Linked DNA regions of Mus musculus: region 2 is linked to region 1. The links are chromatin contacts, called in public HiChIP or PLAC-seq maps. All regions are on one chromosome and are shown on one strand. Each heading gives the region's core, a stretch centred on a gene start, on an enhancer-like site or on the middle of the called end of the contact. The rest is flanking DNA. Distances are from core to core; before and after follow the strand shown. Region 1 has its middle 17 kb from the start of Gm33669. Region 2 has its middle 7.5 kb from the start of Gm39719.

What was found. HiChIP or PLAC-seq counts read pairs in DNA pulled down with a chosen protein or histone mark.
Region 2: a FOXA1 HiChIP or PLAC-seq map of pancreatic cancer cells shows a contact between it and region 1. The contact joins two enhancer-like sites. A contact is called at or near these places in 1 of 39 promoter capture datasets (3T3-L1-derived adipocytes) and 8 of 115 datasets of contacts at active chromatin or transcription factors (bone marrow-derived macrophages, cardiomyocytes, embryonic basal ganglia and 4 more).

The regions. Positions count from the first base shown.
Region 1 is chr1:181,858,849-181,863,543 of GRCm38.p6, forward strand. No RefSeq gene overlaps it. Among named protein-coding and RNA genes, the nearest start is that of Gm33669, 17 kb to the right of the region's middle. Within about 2 kb of position 2,048, at least 164 of the 459 cell types and tissues checked have an H3K27ac peak or open chromatin away from gene starts, as enhancers often do. A contact at or near this core is called in pancreatic cancer cells, where this site is marked.
Region 2 is chr1:182,086,471-182,091,165 of GRCm38.p6, forward strand. No RefSeq gene overlaps it. Among named protein-coding and RNA genes, the nearest start is that of Gm39719, 7.5 kb to the right of the region's middle. Within about 2 kb of position 1,966, at least 139 of the 459 cell types and tissues checked have an H3K27ac peak or open chromatin away from gene starts, as enhancers often do. A contact at or near this core is called in pancreatic cancer cells, where this site is marked.

The DNA of each region.
Region 1 (4,695 bases), core at 798-3,297:
GTGTGTTTGTGTATATGTGTATGTGTGTATATGTGTATTGTGTGCACATGTGTATGTGTGCATATGAACATATGCATGCCACAGTACACCTGTGACAGTCAGAAGACAGCTTTTAAAGTCAATTTTCTGCGTCCAGCATGTGGGTCCAGGGAATCAAATTCAAACACACATACACATGTACACATACATACATACACACACTTTTTCTTTTAAATTATTAATATGAAGACCATACAGCCTCTCTGTAGATGCTACTGGAAAATTTGGTCCCTTTCTTGAGGTTCTTAATGTCATTGCAAAGAGATTTTAAGGCTGGAGAAATGGTTCAGAGGTTAAGAGCCCCTCCTATTCTTGCTGAGGACCTAGGTTCAATTCCCAGCACCCACATAATGGCTCACAGCCATCTGCAATTCCAGCTCAGGGGATTTGATGTCTTCCTCTGACCTCTGCAGGCACCAGGCATGCAAGTGCTACACATACACACATGTGGGTAAAACACTCCCTCATATACAGTAAATCAAGTCCCCTCTGACCACACTCCACTCTATTTTCTTAAGAAATGTCTCTCACTGGACCTGTGTAGCCCACAGAGTCAGCAAGACTGGCTGACCAGGACGCTCCTGCCTCTGCCTCCCCAGCACTGAGATCACAATGCTGCATCATTCTGCTTGTCAAATCTATTTATAATAGATAATAATAATAACAACAACAACAACTGACTTTCCAAAGAACCCTTAAGTTTCCACTTCAGATGACAAATTGACATTGTCATGCATAAATATAGATTGCATCACATTTGTCTGTCTGTTTCTTGTGTGTGTATGTGTGTGTGTATCAGAGTGTATGTGTGTGCATGTGTCAGTGTATATGTGTATGTATATATGTGTATGTGCATGTGTGTGTCAGTGTGTGTGTGTGTGTGTGTGATCACACCCAAGGATCACACAGGGATCACACCCGAGGCTTATGCTCCAACACTAGGGCTGATGAACCCATTTCAAAGGTCTAACACAGAGGCTCTCAACCTGTGGGTTGTGACTCCCTGGTGGGAGGGCTCGAATGATCCTTGTACAAGGGTTACCTAAGAACCCTGGAAAACACAGATTTACGTACTTTTTGCCTGGGACCCCTGCTCCGCCCTGCACAAGCTCTTCATCCATCAACCCAGCCCACACATTGAACACCCCTTTCCTCCTGCTAGAAGAAAACTCCAGGGTAACAGGTCATTACTCCTCATCGCAGTGTTCAGACAACCCACCCAAGAGTGCCCACCCAAGGGCTCAGTTTTTGATCATATATAGGCATAATCCCAGCCCCTAACTGACAGGCCATCACTCCTTACCTAAGTTCTATAAAACCCCCTTGCTTTATACGGGATGCGTGACTCCATTGCCCTTCTGTGAAGTCAGTGAATCCTCCTGAGAGCTGCCTCCTAATAAACCTGCCTTTATCTACTTTTAATCTGGTCTAATCTAGCCTATACTGCATCACTGAGGAAGAGAGAAAGGAATTCAATTACGATTCATAGCAGTAGCAAAGTTACAGTTATGAAGTAGCAACAAAAATGGTTTTGTGGGGCTGACAAGATGGCTCAGCAGTTAACACTGACTGCTCTTCTGAAAGTCCTGAGTTCAATTACCAGCAACCACATGGTGGCTCACAACCATCTGTAAAGGAATCTGATTCCCTTTTCTGGTGTGCGTACACACACACACACACACACACACACACACACACACACACACACTTGTATGGTTGGGGGTCACTACGACATGAGGAAGAGTATTATAGGGTCACAGCATTACAAAGGTTGAGAAGCACGGCTCTAGAAGGTGTGAACCCAGCTAGCCTGCCTCTCCTTACAGCCATTCCTTGTAACGCTGGGTTGTTTGGCAGAAAGCAGGGCTGGGGTGTGGCCTTAGTATTGTTTGGACCTGAGTTTGACCTCACATCCTGAAGCAAGTGGCAGTTGCTGCCCAGCACGGGAGCAGGAAGTGGGTGGGGCTTGCTCCACATGGTGGTTCTTGAGAGAAGAAACAGAAGTCATAACCTCTGCGGTTTGGTTTGTGTTGCAATACGAGCATCAGGAAGCTGCTCTTACAGAGCCTGATGTGTAAAGTTAAGGGCAGATAGAGCCCTGACTGGTGGAGGGGAGGCCCTCCATCCTCCATAGGAACTGTCCAGGCCCTGATAGCTGGAAAAACCATTAAATTTCAGGAAATTTCCCCCAAACATAACTCGGTCCTTAAAACGGAACAGTCAGCCGGGCGTGGTGGTGCACGCCTTTAATCCCAGCACTCGGGAGGCAGAGGCAGGTGGATTTCTGAGTTTGAGGCCAGCCTGGTCTACAGAGTGAGTTCCAGGACAGCCAGGGCTATACAGAGAAACCCTGTCTCGAAAAAAAAACAAAAACAAAACAAACCAAAACAAAACAGGAACAGTCAGAGAATATTTGCAACAATGTAATTTGATCAGCCAGGCCTGATCCCAGCACTTGAGAGGCTGCCTCAAGAGGATTGCTGTGAGTTTGGGACCAACCTGCCTACAACTTGAAATCCTGTCTCAAAAACAAACCACAACAAAAAAGAAAAACCAAAACTACAAAGAACAACAAAACAAATGACACTTGGTTACCCCCCCCCCCCAGGGTCTCACATAGTCTAGGCCAACCTTGAATGACCTTGGATTTCCAATCCTCCTGCCTCCACCTCAGAGGGTTGAGATTACAGGTGTGACTGATCATACTTGGTTTATTCTCTGCTGATGATCTGAGCCCAGGTTCTGTGATTGCAAGATACAGACTCTACCAACACAGCTATGTCCCCAACTCTAGTTAGGGTGCCTTATTCTTAAAGATAAGCAGCTTTAAGATGGGTGTGGTAGCACATGCCAGTACTTGGGAGGCGGAGGCAGGAGGCCAGCCTGGTCTACAGAGAGAGAGTGCAGGGCATCCAGGGATACACAGAAAAACCCTGTCTCAAAAAAAAACAGAAGAAAAAACAAACAAACAAAAACAAAGCAGCCCCTCCCCCCAGGGGTTTACCTTGACTGAAAAACAGCACCCATCAGTAGTGTTACCCAATTTGGGGTTCACAGCTTGTGTACCAACAAAACAGGTTCAGCTAGCCTCTCTCCATAAGACAACTAAAAGAGCCAGACTCACAGTAAAATGTAGAAAAAAAGAGATGTGACCACGTTGAGAAGGACAAAGATGGACTCCCTCTCCCATGTCCATCTTGGGGTCCTGCTTAAAAAGAAGGCAAGGTTCTGCCTAAGTCATCAGTAAGGCATAGTCCTGCCCACCACCAGCTCTGCGTAAACTTCAATACTGTCATGAAAGGTGACCACTTGGGTTGGTCGCTTTCCCCTCTCCCAGCATGACATTCCCAAGGAGGAGAGCTTCCTATCTTTGAGGTCCATGGTTTCCAGAGTTTCTGTAGGACATCTTCATCACTGTTGTGTCAGTTACACTGTGGGGATGGAAGGGGAGAGACACAGACATGATGGGTGTTCTATCTGCCCCTTCTCTGGGTCTCAGGGCAGTTGGCAAGTAGGGAGCCCTGACTCTTGTCCACATTCTAACCCCTTTGTCTGCATCTATGGACCGATTGGTTTTGAAAATCCACCCAGCAATCTGGGAGAGATGGGAGTTGCCATCTGAAGGACTTGGCCAGACCATACTGTTTACAAGATAGCAAAAAAAAAAAAAGTCCCTGGTAGGGATGGATATATGCAGACTGCAGACAGAAACCCTTGGAGTTCAGTGGGGTGGAGCCTCCAATCTACAACCCTGTGATGGTCACCTCAGAAGTGTCCTGAGCATCCAGGTAGGGTGAAAATTGTCAAGACCATCAAGGGTCCTCCCTCCTCCCTACAGCTCCCGAAGTTCCTGCCCCTGCCAACCATCTGGCTTAGCCAGTGAACATGGCTGGAGCTAGGGCCGGAAAAGATCTTCCACAGAAAAGATGCCTGAAGATCCGCCCTTGGAGATTGTTAACCATTAACAAAATTCCCTGGCATGGTACCTCCCCAGGGTGCAGAGTGGTGTGGGCGAGCCCTCTAAGAAGCTCGGGGAAGCCTGCTGTAAACTGGCGCCACAGAACAGGCCAAGGCTGCCTCTGAAAGCCCTTTTCAGGCCGCAGGGTTCCCCAGGGTGAACTTCACAGTCGCTTTGATCTTAATTAGCATTGTAGGATACGAAAATCTAAAGCCACACTCTTCTAAGGGGCTAACCCAGGGCCCAGAGACAGATGGTGCCAAGAGATGGAGTTTCAGGGGTTGGGACAGGCCAGCCATAATGCTGAGTCTGGCGAGTGACAATAAATACGAGGCCAGCCTTACCTCTACAGTTTGCATTAATGAACAAGCATAGGGTTATACGGGCAGTGAATATGTCCACAGAGACTCCTCATTCCTCAACTTGCTATGAGAGGGAATTCCTACGGGAAACTGTGTGCGGGCGCTGGTGAGCATGTCCCAGCCCGGCCTGAAGAGTCCCTACTCTTTCCCATGTTGTTACCCTCCCAGACTCCTGTTTTAATATATTTGTGTATCTATTGTAGGGGTAAAGGTGGGATGCTGGCCACAGTCGGCAAGTGGAGACCAAAGCACAACACTCAGGAATCAGTTCTCTTTTTCCATCATCTGGGTCCCAGGGATCAAATTCAGGTTGGCAGGGATGGTAGCCAGCGCCTT
Region 2 (4,695 bases), core at 716-3,215, 230 kb after region 1:
GAAGGCCAGAGCAAGGCCTGAAGCAGGCGGGAGGGCCAGTTCTTGGTGAGAGAGGTCCCAGGCAGTCTGTGAATGCAGGGACTGAGGAGAGGGTGGGAGTGGGTCGCAACATCAAAGACAACCTCCTCCTGCTTCACAGTTTGGTCAAATGCCTTCCCTGGGTAGAGAACTGATTTCCAAATCTTTCTGCGCAGTGCCAGACAACCCTCCAGTAATTTTCCAACTTTAATTCACCTTTAACTTAAACATGAATGCATGCCTCGTGGCATTCTTCAGAGGGGTGGGTGTTTGACAAGATGAGATGAGTGACATTAGGGTGTCACAACTCCAGACAGGTTTCACATGGCAGGGTTAGTTTCCCAGTGAGTAGGAGTGCGAGGAGCTGAGAAGTGGCTTCCCAGTAGCTCTGCCCTACTATGCTGATTTGCAAACACACAGCCTTCTCACAGCGCTGAAAAGCTCCCCGCTCTGGGGTGAATGAACCCTTCGAAGCTGCTGCTTGGCTCGCACCCAGCAGCCTGAAAAGGCTGAAAGGAAATGTTAACAGTCATTGGATGCAACAGGACTCTTCGGGAGGCAGAGCCCAGGGATGGGACCAGCCAGGGCACTGTCGATGGGCATCCAGGGCACAGCACAAAAGCCTCCATGGGAATGCTCCAACAATGATGGCATGGAGCTCTGGCCTCACGTTTCACTTTAAAAGAGGCCACCATCTAAACAGGTTGAGATACTCCTTTTGGTCTATCTGTAGCCAGAGGGTCACTTGTCCACAGATGAGCGGAGCAAGTGAACTGGTCTCCCCCATTCCTTCTCGGGCTTGACCCAGGGCTGGTGGAAGAAAGATGACTCCTATGTTGGAAGACAATCTATGCCTTAATTTCATGTGATTTTAACTGTGAACTATGTTAGATCCCCATATGTGGTTATTATTTTGGATTAATATTCCAAATAGTGATCTCTCTTTGTCACAAAGACAAGGGCCGGGGAAGATCATGTGAGCACGAATCTTCTTTCAGGGTCAGTCAGACTGAGCTGCCGGGTGCAGACTCATTCAGAGAGGCCCAACTGAGATCTGAAGGACTTCCAGAGTGTTTCCTCATGCTTGACTTCTTAGTGTTGGGGAATGTAGCTCAGTGATACAGCACTTGCCTGGCATGTCTGACACCCTGGGTCCCATCCCCAGGACCAAACAACACAACAATACACTACTTCCTCTTGCTGTTCCTCCTCCTCCTCTTCCTCCTCCCCCTCCTCTTCCTCCTCTCCTCCTTCTCTTCCTCCTCCTCTTCCTCCTCCTTTTCCTCCTTTTTTTTCGAGACAGGGTTTCTCTGTGTAGCCCTGGCTGTCCGGCAACTTGCTCTGTAGACCAGGCTGTCCTTGAACTCAAGAGATCCGCCTGCCTCTGCCTCCTGGGTGCTGGGATTAAAGGCCACCACTGCCTGGCTTGGTGTTTCCTCTTTTAAAAAGCTGTATAACAGGAAGCGGGGAGGATAAGAGGCAGCGGAGTTCTCCTTTAAATGAACTCTATCCCCGGCCTCAGTATATAAAACAACAAAGGGTTGAGCTGCTTCCAGAGAGCAGGGATGGGAATCTGGGAGTTTGACCTCCTTCTTTCTCTTGGCCTCTGGGAAGCCATCCATCCTGGGTTCCAGAAATATGCCATCATCCCGATCATAATTTCCCAATCTCTGAGGGAAATTCTGTCATCTGGTGCTTTCGATGACTGTGTTCAAATGTTACAAAAGATCTGGCAGAGTCCCAACGGCAGAGTCAAGCATTTGGGCTTGGAAGCCACCGGGTGTAATATTAAGGTGTCTAAGTGGCCACCAGCTCTATTCTAGGGGTTCCTAGCCTCTCATCTGAGTCCCCCGGTAGGCAGGAGAAGGCCATAAGAAGAACAGAAAGCATGACACACTCACCTCTGAGGTCAGGTGGCGTGTCAGCTTTACTTTCCGAGCTGACTCAGGGCGCCTCCCACCAAGCTGCTGGCTTGCTGAGGCCTGTCCTGAAAGCTGACTTAGTAGATGGTTGTGTCTACACAGAGGTTTTTGCCCAGCAGCTAAAGAACATGTAACAGATGCCTGCATGCAAATCCCAGAAGGCACCAGATCAGCTAGCTTCCTTTCCTGAACACCCCAGGAGAGCCAGACCCACAGGTGGTCTTCAGACTGGGACATTTGAGTTATTCCAGATAACTGACCCCCCTCCTTGGGTATATCTCAAAAGGAGAGAGAAAAGGCCTAGCTTCAGGACACAGAGGGGCCATAATGAAGAGAACTGAGCTGTGCTCTCAAGAATCGGATAAAGCTCCTTCCTGGGACAAGGAAGCTATGGGGTCAGGCCTGAGGGCTGGGGTTATTTCAGGTGTCTGTTTCACCAACTGAGAGGCCACAACCTGTCTTCTTAGTTTCCCTCTGCAATCAAGCCTACCCGGTTCACCATGTTCTCTGTGCAGTGCGAGAGCCAGTCACTAAACACTGCTCTCTACAAACTGGCCCATCTCGGAGGGTCACGTGACAAGAATGCTTCTCTCGGTAACAGGACAGATTGTCACGCTGCTGTGATCAAAGGCCTTGGTCCCCAGGTCTTGGGCAGCAGGGCCCTGGCTCGGGCACTGAGCTATAATTATCTGGAAGCTGGCCAGGCCTCCTCCGTGAAGAGCCTGGGCCTGGGATCATCTGGAAAAACTCAACACATTCCACACTGTCCCAAGAGGGAGCCCAGGGGAAGCCTGGTGAAGCTTCTGTCTTAGACTTTGGAGCTGGGCTATCTGTACCTACGTCCTAGGTCCTATGAAGATGGAACAATGCTCAGAACCACTCCTCCTGGAGTCTTTGCCAAGAGCTACTGTGCGGAAAGGTCCGGAACAACTGTGTCACGCGTAGATGAGGCACAGTGACTGCCTAGACCAGGGCTTTGTTTCCAGTTTAAGTCCCGACCTCCTCCTCCTCCCTCAAATCCATGGGGTCATATACTCTGCCACAGTTTGAATACGGAGGATACACAAGGCCAGTTCGCTGTTTCCCTACACACCCCAAGTCCCCTGTCCAGAGCTCTGCATTGTGACACAGATCCTGGAAAAAGTCTAAACAGCCTCCTTGAGGACTGGCTGGCACCAGGATCTTTCAAGATTCGGTTGAACAGTTTCAGTCCACCCGTGGTCCTAAGCTGGAGGAAACAAGGTCATGTTGCCTAGCATAAGGGTCTGCACTTCCCTGGTGACTGTTCGGTGACTTATCTGTAAGCAGGAGAGGCCCTTGCAGGCCCTCGGGGAGAGCAGGCTGGTGAGACGATCTGCATGGAACTTAAGGGCTGTGATTTCTAACTTTTGCTATTTGGCCACGTGTTCTTGAGCCAGCTCCTTCTGCCTTTGTAAAACCGAGATGTGACTGTTTTCAGAAGAGACAGTAATGAAAACGATTGCCGAGTGCCTCTTTAAATAGAGCAGACATAGGCCACATAAATGCTTTAGGTAATGGAATTCAGTCCTTCTTCCTCCTTAGCCTGAGCCGCAGAATCAATAATGTTTTTCCAAGTGCAGTGTTCCCAGGACAAAATGTGAATCAGCTCCCCGAGCCAGGCCTGCAGCCTTCCGATGGGGAGTGGCCTGGGTCCTCTGGGGCCCCGGCTGTCTCTGCCTAGGGCTGGCATGGGACAGTAAGTGCCCATCCCTGCCTGGGACACCATCCAAGATGCCAGGGTGGCAGATTTCTCTAATGTCAGAAGAGGTTTTGTTCAGGGGTCCAGTGTGCACAATGGGAGCTGCTATCTGTCTTCATTTTGTTTTCTCTAGTGAGGACGAATTGTGCTGAGTCTCCGAGGTAAGCGCTGTCTCCTGCTGTAGCTACTGTAATCCTCTAAGCCACCCACTTTGGAGGCAGCTGTGATTACCATTCCTATTTTACCTAAGGAAAAGGAAATAGACCCAGGGAGAGTTAAACAAGTCAGCGAGGCAGGAGAAAACAAAGGCCAGGCCCCTGCCACGCCCCCACCCCTCCTTATCGCACTTGGCCTACATTTACAGACTTCCAATGGAACAGAAGAGCGACCTGCAGTGTGGGAAGGCACTAACCAGGGAATGCAAGGCAGTTGGGGTTCCCACAACTACAGGAAAAATGCTGCAGTGTGGCTATGGGGGCCTCTCAGCCTTGGCAAGGGGGAAGGGGAGGGTAAGGGTGGACGGAGTGGGGTGTCTCTCTTCTCTCACCTGGCTCTAAAAACTGGCACACAAACCTGCAGGTCACCTGAGAGGGTTCTGAGCCTACAGGGACTCATCAGAAGTGCAGGGCATCCAGGCTGCCAGGGCCCCCAAGGCACTGCATGACCCTGACCACGGTCATGGTCGAAACCCTCGATCATGTTCAGCACCATGCACCATACACCAAAAGTTCAGCACCATCCTGGTACAAAGCGCCCGGCCCTGTGACAGATGCCTGCTCGCTAACTGTCGTACTTTGTCTAGGCTGAAGTCTATCTGGTCCCGTCTTGTGAATACAAATGAGAAATGGAGGAAGGGAGGGGACCTTCCCATAACTTCTTGTCACTCTCCATGGAGAAGAATGCTTTGGCCACTATCCCTGCATCCAGGGAATCTGAGAGGAAGAAGAGCAAAGAGGGTAGCCTGTACAGATCTGTTGATTTTTAACTTAGAAAACACACAAGTGTGTTCTTGTATATGTGTGTCTGTGTCTGTGT